Linked DNA regions of Rattus norvegicus: region 2 is linked to region 1. Evidence: chromatin contacts called from public Hi-C data. All regions are on one chromosome and are shown on one strand. Each heading gives the region's core, a stretch centred on a gene start, on an enhancer-like site or on the middle of the called end of the contact. The rest is flanking DNA. Distances are from core to core; before and after follow the strand shown.

Region 1 (6,478 bases), core at 1,158-3,657:
ATGTGTCCTGACTTTGGCACTATTGACTTTAGGGTTAATAGTGTAGAGGAGCATTTCATGCTAGGACTCTCTTGTCAGGAAGGCATTAGGCAGCATCTCTAGCTTAAATCACCTGCTAGGTGGGGCGAGCGTTTGTTTGCTCCTGCCACATGTGTGAAGTGGTCAGAGGACATATCTTCAAGCCATGACAAATTTTCCCTAGGGACAAAATTGCTGTATTTCAGGGTCCTACGTTAAAAACGAAAGCTATTGAGTCAGAAATACTTGGGTTTAAAACTCAACTCAAAATCTTACTGGTTTGGGGTGGGTCTCAACCTCAGGAATCTTATCTGAAAAGAGAAGAAAATTCTAGATCATGATCTTAGATGTTTGCTTAGAGTAGATGAACCACTAGCAGCTAATCCTAACAATTATGTCTCGATGGAGACAATAATAGTAATTACCTAGAATTCAACACTATCCGTTTTCAAGAAACTCCGTAAACATCATGACTGAGAATCAAGTCGTCTGTGACGTTTGAGACAAAGAGTCATAAGAGCTCCTAAGAGTTAGTCCCTCTTTCTAACTCAGTTTTAGAACTTGAGATATGGGCACTAAGCAAATTGCCCAAGATTGTGTAGATAGTACACTGGGAAGCGTGCACGCTTTATCACTCTACTGTCAAATTTAAATCCCCAGGCATTAAAATCAAATTGTTACATTGATCAAATTTGAAAAAGAAATATTCTTAACTAATGAGCCATTTCTCCAGCTCGTAACCACCTGCAACTCCGGTTCCAGGGATCCAATGCCCTCCATGGGCACCAGCCAAGCACCTGGCGCAGGCGCACATGCACGCGCGCACACACACACACTGTAGCTGTCTTCAGACACACCAGAAGAGGGCACCAGATCCCATTACAGATGGTTGTGAGTCACCATGTGGTTGCTGGGATTTGAACTCAGGACCTCTGGAAAAGCAGTCAATGCTCTTAACCGCTGAGCCATCTCTCCAGCCCCGAGACCTATGCATTTCAAAAGCACATTCTTAAAATCTACTGCCCCCAAACCATTACCCACCGATAAGACAATCTCCCTGATGGTTTTCACGTAGAGGGTCACATAGTCGTTGATGTAAGTCCCCAGGTCCCTGGGGTTTACATGGAACCAGTTCACCCTGAGAGCCACTTCATTCTCATTATTACCACTCCAGATGATGACGGAGGGGTGAGACTTCAGTCTCCTGACCTGAAACGTAAGAAAACATGAAACCATTTCCCCATACCTACCACAGAAGAACTCAGTGCTCTAATGATTAATAAAATTGCAAGCATGCGTTTCCACGTAGACGTTCTTGCCCACCTGATACCTCACACAATGGCTGCTCAGGCTTTCTGGTAATACCATCTTAATAGCTCTCTGAAAGACGGGGGAGGGGGGGGGGACATCGTTCAGTCTGTTAAGTCATTCATTCGTTCTATTTAAGCGTGAAAACCTGAGTTCTATCCCCAGCACCCCTGTCAAAAACCGTGGGCAGGGGTGGAACACATTTGTAATTGTGGAGTTGGGGAGGCAGAGAAAGGAGACTCTCAGGGATCACTCACTGGCTGGCCAGCCTAGCCCAACCCATGGTTCTCAGGTCCCAGTGAGTGGAACAAACAAACAAAAACAAGCAAATCTTTTAAATAAATGAACAGGTAATAACTGACAAGGCATGTGTGAAATGCGAAACCACTCATGGACTCAAGAGTCACATTAAATCTTTGTCCTGAGCTACACTGGTATCCATTTGCTGAGGAAAACTCCAGGAGCAGCAGGACTGGGGAAGGGATGGATGTGTGGTTTGGACGTGTTACACGGAGATGCCCACTAGACCTCTGACCACACCACCAAGCAGCAGTTGGGTACAAGAATGAGGGATGCATCAGAGACTGGAAGACTGGGAATGAGTCCAGGAGTTCTCAGCAAGGAATCGTGACCTGGATAAATCACTCAGGAAACGAATCACCAGACTGCAGCTTTCTCGGAGGAGTTAGTAGGAAACACCAAAAAGAAATGAGTGTTTTAGCAAAAGAAAAAAAAATAAGATGTATTCCTTTTCTTTTTGGAGGTGTGACAATAACATACCTGGTAAGTGACTTCTTTTCTCACTGACTCTAGGAAGCCTGGCTCAGTTGGATAGAGGGCACTGGCAAACATGAAGTCCTGCCACACCTACAGGACCAAAGAAAAGGCAGTGTCATCGCACAGAAAGCAAGACTGCATTCTCACTTAAGGGATTATCTTTTAAATTAAGGAAAAGCAAGTTCTGCAAAAGCGCCCACCTGGGTATCTCTGTGGAGGAAAGATACCCACGCACTGCAGGTTTTTTGAGGGTTGCACAAGAAATGTTTAGAAGATTGTTAAGCAAGCAGGAAAGAGGGGACCCGGATGCTGAGCCCAGTGTGGCCTTGGTGGGGACAGAGTGACAGGGCTCCTGCCCCTGGTACAGGGCCCTGGTGTGTTCCTCCACGAATGACAATGGCTGCTGTGGGCATAAGGTTTGTTTGTATAATAATGCACACATTTCACATTCCTCTGAGGAACGTTCTCTGGGTTAATGTTAATGACTCCATGAGAATTAGAAATAGCAGGAGTGGAGAGGCGTCAGTGTGGCTAATGTCTCAGCCACACTGGTAATGGTAAACACTGGGACCTTCAGGACCACCCTTAAGGCGATGGAAAAGAGCTCTAAATACATGAGTTTAAAATACATATAATTTCTCAGCTATGCAAAATATAAGGCTGCAATATGAATTATGGGGGCTTCATGAATCTAAAGGAACAAAGGAGTGAGCCAGCTTGTCAGAAGGATGCAAAGTCAGTCAGATTCCTGAGTTCAAGGTCAGCCTAGGACACAGGGAAGTAAGGACCAGGTGTAGTAGAAATGGTAATTTCTGGACCGGGTCCCACCCTACTAGCTTAACAATGGCACACAGATCTCTGAATCCTTTTTGCAAAGTTACGAAAAAAAAAACAAATGTATGCTTGCAGTCTCTAGAGAATCAAAGGGCGAGGTTCACAGGACGCTCATTCACAAGATAATCAAAAGGAAACTTGGAGTAAATGACTGGACTGATATGTAAAATAAAAAGCTAAGGCTATGCTCTGCAGGAGGCCAGCTATTCAGAGAATTTTTTAGGATAAAAAGAGAACTTCTTAGAAAGCCCACGCTGGCACAGGCACACACACAAGTCCATTCTCCAGAGATAATTAGGGACAGAGGCATCTTCTTGCTTAGTCCTCCTCATTGCAAAACTTGTATACTAAGAACATCCCTTCTTTGGTTAACTTTATCATTTTTGTTTCTCTCCAGAGTTCATCAGAGGTCCTTTAGTCACTTAATTTGTTTTATTATGTATACCCACATGTCACGGGAGAAATTGTGAAGAAAGTGTATATAGACATTTGATTAGTTATAACTCACCTGCAATGGCTATAATTTTAAAGCAGTAAAGAATTCTCGTTTTTGTTAGCAACTACAGTTCATTTATTCCTTGGCCAAAGTTAATAAATAAACAAACAATGGAACATGCTCCTTGCTCTGAGAGAGGGTTTTAAGGCGTAATAAAATCAACCCACAACCCCAGAGTGGGGAGGGGTCACCTGTAGGTACATGGAGACGGCATCACAAGCTCACCATTATTCCAAGTTCGTCACACAGTGCATAGAATTCATCCTGCTCGTAGATGCCACCCCCCCACACGCGCAGAGTGTTCATGTTAGCATCCACGGCGGACTGGAGAAGGAGCTGCAGCCTGTAGAAGGAGTGGCGAGAACAAATGCTAACTCAGACGTTGGGGAACATTACCCAATTTTTCAAATCTGTTAAGGGAATTAACCACTTCAACATCAAAATGATTTTGCTGTAATCAACGCCAAAGACACTGGGGTAGAATGACACAGAGATTCATAATCACAATGAACTGAAAAATCTCTGTATGATTTCCTCGTTATATGAATTGTCGGTAACTTTACACTATTTCTTAAAATATATTTTTATTTTATATTCCTTTTTTAAGGATTTACTTTATGTATGAGGACAGCGTTGCTGTTTTCAGACACACCAGAAGAGGGCACCGGATCCCATTACAGATGGTTGTGGTTGCTGGGATTTGAACTCAGGACCTCTGGAAGAAGAGTCAGTGCTCTTAACCCCTGAGCCATCTCTCCAGCCCTTTATATTCTGACCTACAGGAAAATGCAGCCCACGGCCAGGGAAACGGCTTAGAAAGCACTTGATGCAGAAGCATGAGGACCTGGATTTGATTCTGAAAGGAAAATTATACAGATTTAAGGTTTAAAAATATGAAGTTAAAAGAAAATTCAGACTCAGGACTAAACACTGTGAAAAGCAAGTCCAGGCAGCCCTGCCCTGCCGCTAGGACTAACAGACCATAAAGATAAAGAAAAGGAATGCAGGAACCTGCCTGAGTTAGCAGGACTGACGCCCCTAGCTCCTAAAATCCTGTACGCTCCAGTCAATACGTACTCTCCTGCTGTGCTGTAATCTCACTGCCATGTTTAAATGAGCCAATCACTTATAGCCGCGCCAGAAATTAGCCAATCGTGTGTAACCGCGCCAAACCCCCTAGCTTTCCCTATATAAACCCCTGACTTTTGAGTTTCGGGGTCGATTCCTCTGTCTCCTGTGTGAGATACATGTCGACCCGGGATCCCGCTAAGACCCGGGATCTCGTTAATAAAAGCTACCTCTTGCTGTTACATCAAGAATGGCTACTCGTGATTCCTGGGGGCACCCCACCCCGCGATCGGAGCGAGAGACGCAGTTCCCCGTTTTGGGGTACGCTCTTTCAATTCCAAACATTCATGTAAAATGCGGCATGTGCAGGCTGCCCCTCAGCATGGGCACGTAACTGTAGCCTACCCCTCAGCATGGGCACGTGACTGTAGCCCATCGGTAAGCCCCAGGTTCAGTGAGAGATCTTGCCTCAGAAGGTAGGGTGGAAAGTGACTGATTAAGATACCCATATCAACCTCTAGCCTTCACATATATGTACATGACACTGAACATATAACATACACCAAAGAACAGTACAGTATAAACACGCCACATACATGAATGTATACTAATTTTTACATTCTAATTTCAACGCCTTCGAAGACCACTTGTAGCCATCTTCCAGATAAAGAGCTTTCACGTGTTTTGCTTTGCTTTGTAAGTTTTCTTGTGTGTGTATTTAAGACACGCATGGCATTGTAGGACAGCTGTTGATAATAGAAAGGTTACTACTGAAGTGGAGTAACAGAGCCATCACTTTGAATTATCTATCTCCCTTTGGCTTTGTGCATAAGAAAATGGTCTTACCCGGAATCCTCAAGTCCTCATGGTGTCCCTCAGATCTCCAGACTTGTTCTCCAGGCATATTGACTATTTTGTGTGCTCTTCTTATATTTTAACATTCCCCTCCCACCAAGACATTTGTTTAGTTCCTTAGTGAAATTTTAAAAAAAATGAGTGGGTGGCTGAGTGGGTAAAGTGTTTGCTGCACAAGCATGAACCCGAGTTCAAGTCCCCAACCCCCACACAAAGCTGGGTATTCTAGCGCACAACTGTAATTCCAGGGCTCCTACAGCAAGATGGGTGGTAGAAACAGAATCCCTGGATGCTCGTGGGATAGACAGCCTGTCACAAATGTAAGATGAGTAAGATGAGCGGTCAGGATTGACACCCAAGGCAAACCTATATGTTGCATAGTTTTCTGTCAACTTGACCCAAGTTAAAGTTGTCAGAGAGGAGGGAGCTGTAATTAAGAAAATGCTGTTATAGGGGTTGGGGATTTAGCTCAGCGGTAGAGCGCTTGCCTAGCGAGCGCAAGGCCCTGGGTTCGGTCCCCAGCTCCTGGGGAAAAAAAAAAGAAAGAAAATGCTGTTATAAGCTGAGAGGTCTGTAGGGCATTTTCTTAATTAGTGGTTGATATAGAAAGGCCCAGCCCATTGTGGGCAGTGCCATCCCTGAGTTGGTGGTCCTAGGTGCTATAAGGAAGCAGGCTGAGCAAGCCATGGAGAGGAGGCCAGTAAGCAGCACCCCTCCATGGCCTCTGCCTCAGTTCCTGCATCCAGGTTCCTGCCCTGACTTCAGAGATGAACAGGGCTATGAAAAGACAAACCAGGGCTGGAGAGCTGGCTCAGCAGTTAAGAGCACTGGCTGCTCTTCCAGAGGTCCTGAGTTCAATTCCCAGCAACCACATGGTGGCTCACAACCATCTGTATGGGAGCTGATGCCCTCTTCTGGTGTGTCTGAAGACAGCTACAGTGTACTCATATATATAAAATAAATAAGAATCTTAAAAAAAGAAAGAAAGAAAAGAAAAGACAAACCAAATAAATTCTTTCCTCCCCATATTGCTTTTGGTCATGGTGTCATGGTGTCAGGGATGTGGCATACGTGTGATTCCACATGTATACACATGAACATGGACATGTGCACACAAACACA
Region 2 (6,478 bases), core at 1,465-3,964, 180 kb before region 1:
GTAAAGTGACGTTGGTCTATTTTGTGTGAGCTAGTGAGGTTTTAAAGGTGTTCATACGCATGGCATAGTTTGTGGGCAGCTACACTACTGAGAATGTAGTTGGATCGTTTTAATTAAAATTAAAGCAAACGTGCTTGGTAATGAGTCAGCAAACCTTTCACCAAGATTTGACATAGCAGGGGGCTCTATGGCTGCCAGGGCTTTTGACTCAACGGTCTGCATCAAAGAGTAGACCTTTCTCTTTTTCTCTCATGTGCATCAGCTAGTGTTCTGGCTGCCTATTAAACCACCAGCGAGTTTCAAATTTCATCAGACTGGACTTTCCACTGGCCTTTAACTGGCTGAGTAGGAGCAGGAACGGAGAGCAAATGTCTGAAAAGCGTATTCGCGAATAGCATGTGAGTCACTTTCATTAAGCGGAGCTCGCCTCTTCAAACAGTACCAGGAGGGGGCAGCATACATCGCAGCTTGCAGACCTGCATCAAAGCAAAGGTTCTTAGGAAGAAGTCAGCCGCAGAGCCAGAAGCCTGGTGACACCGACACCGGGAAGCCAACAGAAGGCAAAGAAGGCACTGGAACAATATAGTTTTGTTCCTGAAAGTGAAACACCCCTGGTGCTATTGATGTCCTTTTAAATCTTCGGATATCAACTTTCAGGGATATACAGAAGTCACTGCCATTTGCAGAGAGAGAGAGAGAGAGAGAGAGAGAGAGAGAGAGAGAGAGAGAGAATCGCAAAGGAAGACCTAGACTCTGGTTGAGGTACAGATGACTAAGGTATAACCATGGAAATGTATTCACAAACAACTGGCTTCACACATATTGTCAGAGGTTTGCCATCTGCAGGGTGTGAACATTTACTAACTAGTTCTTCCCTTTCTTAACTCATTCTCCCTAACTAGAAATCTTTGCCCTGGCACAACTGTTTCCCGGCCACCCCCTGAAAGCTCTATTTTTAATTACCTTACTTTCCTCATAGAAAAAAAATAGTATATTTTAAAGGCACTCGCCAAAAATACCTGGGAGGAGATCTCAGACAAAGCTGTCAGAGAAGTGGTCAAAAATGTAGCGGGTCTTGGGCCTGAAATAACTCTTAACTCATCAGACAAGAGCATGTGTTGCTCTTATTGGAGACTATGGTTGGACTCCGAGAGCCACATGGCAGCCCACAACCATCTGAAACTCCAGTTCCAGTGGATTCCATGTCCTCTTCTGACCCGCTTGGGCATCACACACCCATGTGGTGAGTGTACATACATGCACACAAAACACTCATACACATAAATAGTGAAATAAATATTTTCTAAAGGGGGCAGGGGTAAAGTGTTCCTTTCTAGCCATGGTGTCATAGGAACAACATAGTACTGGTTGGTTGTATGTCAATTTTATCACAGGCTTGAGTCACAGAGACAAGAGAGCCTCAATAGGAAAGAGAATGCCTCCATAAAACCTGACTTTAGGTTAAGACTACAGAGCATTTTCTTAATTAGAAATTGATGTGGGAGGACCCAGCACACTTTAGGTGGTTCTATCCAGGGCTGGTGGTCCTAAGAAAGCAAACTGAGCAAGCCACGAGGAGCAAGCCAGTAAGCAGCACCCTTCCGTGGCTTCTGCATCAGCTCCTGCCTCCAGGTTCTCGCTGCTTTTGGTAATGAACTGTTGTATGGAACTGTGAGTGGAATAAACCTTTGCTTCCCCAAGTTGCTTGGTCATGGTGTTTCAAGACAGCAACAGTAACCCTAACTCAGACAAACATGTTACAAATGTAATAAACAGAGCAAATGGGATGTTTCTTGTCAACCTAGCCCCGGTGCTCATTGTAAAACCTTCTGTGTTATCATTAAGGGGTCTCCTATGCAGTAAAGTATTCACATTTCAACTGGTTAAAACTGTGAACAGTTAGAATAAAGTTTTCTTTTCTTTTTTTTTTCTTTTGTTAGGAGCTGGGGACCGAACCCAGGGCCTTGCGATTGCTAGGCAAGCGCTCTACCACTGAGCTAAATCCCCAACCCCAGAATAAAATTTTCTTAATTTTAAAAATATCATTTACATTTGATGTGTGCTGATGTGCTCAGAGTTTTTGCGATATGTCGAGTGAAAGCCCCCACTGCCCTTCTTTTCCTATAAAAGTAATAGTATTATTGGAAACATTCTTAATACCTTAGAAACCAAAATTTCTTCTAACTCAATGTCTCCTTTGTGCACCTTGCCAATTCTTCCCCTAAAATGAACTAAAAATGAGCAAGTCATGAATCACGCATGGTTCAGAATGACTCAAAATTCTAAAGAACAGATGTCCCATTATATTTTTTTCCCAGAAAATAATACAAGTTTTCAGCACTAGTGGCTTTCAAAAAAAAAATCCGCCAAATTCTATTTATACTAAGGTTTCAAAAGCAAAATATAGAGCTTAAAGGGGGGCACCAAGAGATAATTCAACGTTTTTACTTGGCAGATGGGAAGATATTAATAATCCAACAGTTGTTCAGATTCTAAAGTTTAAGCGTGCTATTTTGAAATATTTATACCTGTTTCCACATGTCTAGTATATATTATGTATGAAACATTTAAATATTTGGTGTGTGCCTTTGTTTTTAGGAGAATAATGCTATATTGCTGAAACAGAGAATCAGCTATGACTCACATGAGGCCATGTGTTTCATGACTTGGTACGGCTGTTGAGGCTCAGACGGACAGAGTCTAGAACGGATCAAGATGAGAAGGTAAATGAGACAACACGTTTTCATGGGAACGCAAAGCACATTGTTCTGAAGATGCAGCATCTCTGTGTTTGTAACAATGAGGAGATTCCTGCCTGGGGTTGGGGGCTTCAGGAAGCGGGTTAGATCCACCTAATATATTTCCCCCAAACTTGTCATTAGAATTGCTGTGATTATAGAGGTCTTATTAAACTGGCACTGCTTAAGTAAACTTAGAAAGCTGCTTGCCTAATTCGAGGTCAAGTGTTCGCTAAACATGGTATCAAAAGACGAAAGGACTGTGCCAAATTCTTCCGCACTCTGTACCAGAGCCAAATCAACAGTACCAAAGGAGATGGGAAGACGCTACAACTCACCTTCCATTTAGAATTTAGCCACCTTCGTCTGTGTTTAGAGCAGAGGAACATGTGTGCATCTCTCAAATCACCACCACCACCCCCAATTACACTCCAGCCAAGAGTGAGAGGGAAACCTAGAAGTTTTATATAAAAGCACATATGTTTGAGAGGAAAATGTCTCTATTCAGTAGATACCTTCTGTGAACAGACATTCAACCTTGTTGGAATCGTCAATGCGTTTTTCTTTCCTCTTTTGAGATGCATGACTTTGACCCACCGCTTCTTACACTTGTCTGTTTTTAACCAAAGAAATAAAAGAAAAGAAAAGATTCTGAGGGTTCATCCTTGGATTCACCCCGCAGACAAAATTGCGTCGATGTAATAAGTGGTCTTGTAAGCTGATTTTGAGCGTAGAGTGATACACGAGCGAAGGAAAGTTCTTCCAGGCGCTGAGAGAAAAACGCCCAGAACAAAAGGAGTAACAGCATGGTAAGGACATTAATGTCCTATCTTTGTGAGTGAAATGCAAAATCCCCCCTCAAAAAATATAGAAAATTATGCATTCACAGAGAGAGACCTTGACACTGGGAAGGTAGAGCTGAGAGAGTAAAGTTGAACATTTCCAGGCTCTTTCGAGAACATTCTAGGGTGTTACTAAGATATACAATAAATTTGAATTTCAGTCACAAATCCAAATATAGCAGAAATACAGCCCCCTTTTTTCCTGTAAGTCAACACTTCAAGTCCCCATTAAACTTGAGGTTCCCATCTCTGTTCTAAACAGTATTATTTATAGAGCGCCATGGACATCTGTCAGCCACTCCCGTGGGCACCTGCTAAGACATCTGTACTGGCTGGGTTTGTGTGTCAACTTGACACAAGCTGGAGTCATCACAGAGAAAGGAGCCTCCCTTGAGGAAATGCCTCCATGAGGTCCATCTGAAAGGCATTTTCTGAGTTAGTGATCAAGGCTGAGAGAGACCATTGTGGGTGGTGCCATCCCTGGGCTCGTAGTCCTGGGCTCTATAAGAAAGCAAGCTGAACAAGCCAGGAGAAGCAATCCAGTAAGCAGCACCCCTCCGTGGTTTCTACATCCATTCCTCCCTCCAAGTTCCTGACCTGCGTGAGTTCCTGTTATGACTTCCTTTGGTGATGAACAGCAATGTGGAAGTGTAAGCTGAGTAAACCCTTTCCTCCCCAATTTTCTTCTTGGTCATGATGATTTGTGCATATATTGTGTGAAACAACATCTGTCGATGAATCTTGCCTTCATGCATTGAGCATCATGTGCCCAGAGGCGAGGGCACTCTAGGCACTCTCTAGCATATTATCAGTCTGGATTGGTTAGGCTTCCCTTTTCTAGGCAGAGACCATTCCTCAGAACTGTGTTTATGGGTCAGGACCCAAGGGCTCTTACCACTTGCCCTCTCCCCAACCCCCACACACTCTGTTTCTAATCCGAGAAGTATTTTTCTGTTCTGAGTGAGCTAGGAGAACATTTTTTTTCTACTAGATAAGTTCTCTTGCTATGGAGTTTAGGGTGACCTTTAACTTCCAAATCCTCCTGCTTCCACCTCCCAAGTGCTGGGACTTCACTCTTCAGGCTTGACACTAAGTACCTTTACCCGCTCAGGCATCTCATTGGTCCATGTTACTAGCCCATTGCCTTCCAAAGATTGTGCACAATTAGTACATTATTAATTACAACTCTCCCTCAGTAGCCTCAGGCAACTGTTGTTCTGGGATCCCATAGATAACAAGATACCAGGTACTCAAGACTCTACATAAAGTAAATCAATAGTCACACAAAACCTTTATGGGTCTTCACATATCCATTCTTCCTTCCTCCATGTCCTCCCCCTCCTCCCTTCCCTTTCCTTCTGTCTCTTTCCTTCCCCCTTTTCCTCTCTCCCTTCCCTCCTCCCTTCCTTTTTCTCCTTCCTTCCTTCCTTGCTCCCTTCCTTCCTTTCTTACTTCCTTCTTTCCTTCCTTCCTTCCTTCCTTCCTTCCTTGCTTGCTTTCTTGCTTGCTTCCTTTTTTTCTCCCTTCCTTCCATTAGGCTCTCACGTACCCCAGTTGCCTTGGAATTGCTCTATCATCAAAGATGATGCTGAACTTCTGATCCTTCTGTTCTTGCTTCTCCAGTGCTGGGATTTCAAGTGTGCACCACCATCCCTAACTGGTACATGCCAGGGCTTTGTACATGCTAGGCAAGCACTCCACCAAACAGAATGTAAACTCTGTGTAAATATTTGTTATTCCATATTGTTTAGGAAACAAGGACAAGAAAAAAAATCCATGTGTTCAGTATAGATGCCATTTTTAGGCAAAGTAGTTTGTACCTTTGGTTGGTTAATTCCATAGATAGAGAAGTTGTGGTTAAGGAGGACTAACTGTATGTTATTAAAATTCCTGGGGATAATTTTTATTCTCTATCTGGTGAATGACTGCATTGTTAGAAATTTTGAAAAACAATTTTTTTAGAAATACTTTACTGTAAATAACACAAACCCAATTCTAATTAATACATTACATTAAATGAACTAGTTAAGTAGGGTCAATCCTAGCTGAACTGTGATCTCCAAAGTGTGACATTCAGCCATGGTTGGATCTAGGGATCCAAATGATACTGACAATGTCCTTGGTCTTGCTTGCTTCTGTAGTCCTTGCTCAGAAGACTTCCTGTCCCTGGAACAAGACACCTCTAGGTAGTCTAGAGTTGGACTCCTTAGGTTTTATTAATCATCAAACTGAGAGACACTCTTCATTCTCCTAACCTTCAAACAAAGATAGCGAGAACTTTGACTAACTTTCATACTCTGTTCATCTGTGGCCATTACCTGGGTCACAAACATAAGCCATTTTGGTGGGTCAGTCAAGGTCATGCTGGGTTTCATGGGTTCATATAGTTGAGTCAAGGATTCCTGGAGCAATCCTAAGAAAGCCTAGCCATTTCCACAACTTAATGTGGGAGCTGGTGGAATATAAATTATACTTCCAAGTCTGTGGGTACTCAGGAGAGGGAGCCCAAGGTTTGGAGAAACTGCAAGACCAGAAAGTTCTCAAGTTTGATATTTAGACAAGGAGGGAAAATGCAGGACCCCGTAACTGCTCAAAGACCTGGTGACAAAGATTCACTGAGCTGGGTATTCAATGTCTGTTCAGTTACCTGGGGCCTTTGGTGGGAAGATACGCCACCACCTTCACCTTGATCAACATCAACAAAACATTGGCCAATTAGAGGGAGAGCCATGGCAACCAAGAGGACGTGGAAGCTAAGTAGTAAGTGGATGCTTCTCTGCCAAGCCTGAGATACTCTATACCTGCTCTCAAACCTGCGGTGCCTCTTAAGCAATCATACTAGTGCACCAAAGTCTACCACTGATTGTACAGAAATAGAAAGCATTAAGAAAAAAACAC

The links. A called contact is a pair of places that touch in the nucleus more often than the background predicts.
Region 2: a contact with region 1 is called in a Hi-C map of frontal cortex, with 1.9 times the contacts expected there. The contact joins two enhancer-like sites. A contact is called at or near these places in 2 of 12 Hi-C or Micro-C datasets (the A7r5 cell line and frontal cortex).

What each region holds. Positions count from the first base shown.
Region 1 is chr2:226,641,635-226,648,112 of GRCr8, reverse strand. Manba (mannosidase beta) reads right to left here. Exons shown (of 17, transcript NM_001031655.2): 9 at 3,659-3,776; 10 at 2,107-2,193; 11 at 1,060-1,227. Among named protein-coding and RNA genes, the nearest start is that of Manba, 61 kb to the right of the region's middle. Within about 2 kb of position 2,407, at least 9 of the 93 cell types and tissues checked have an H3K27ac peak or open chromatin away from gene starts, as enhancers often do.
Region 2 is chr2:226,820,312-226,826,789 of GRCr8, reverse strand. It overlaps LOC134485974 (a long non-coding RNA gene), which reads right to left. Exons shown (of 2, transcript XR_010064450.1): 1 at 2,645-6,478. Among named protein-coding and RNA genes, the nearest start is that of Nfkb1, 18 kb to the right of the region's middle. Within about 2 kb of position 2,714, at least 1 of the 93 cell types and tissues checked has an H3K27ac peak or open chromatin away from gene starts, as enhancers often do.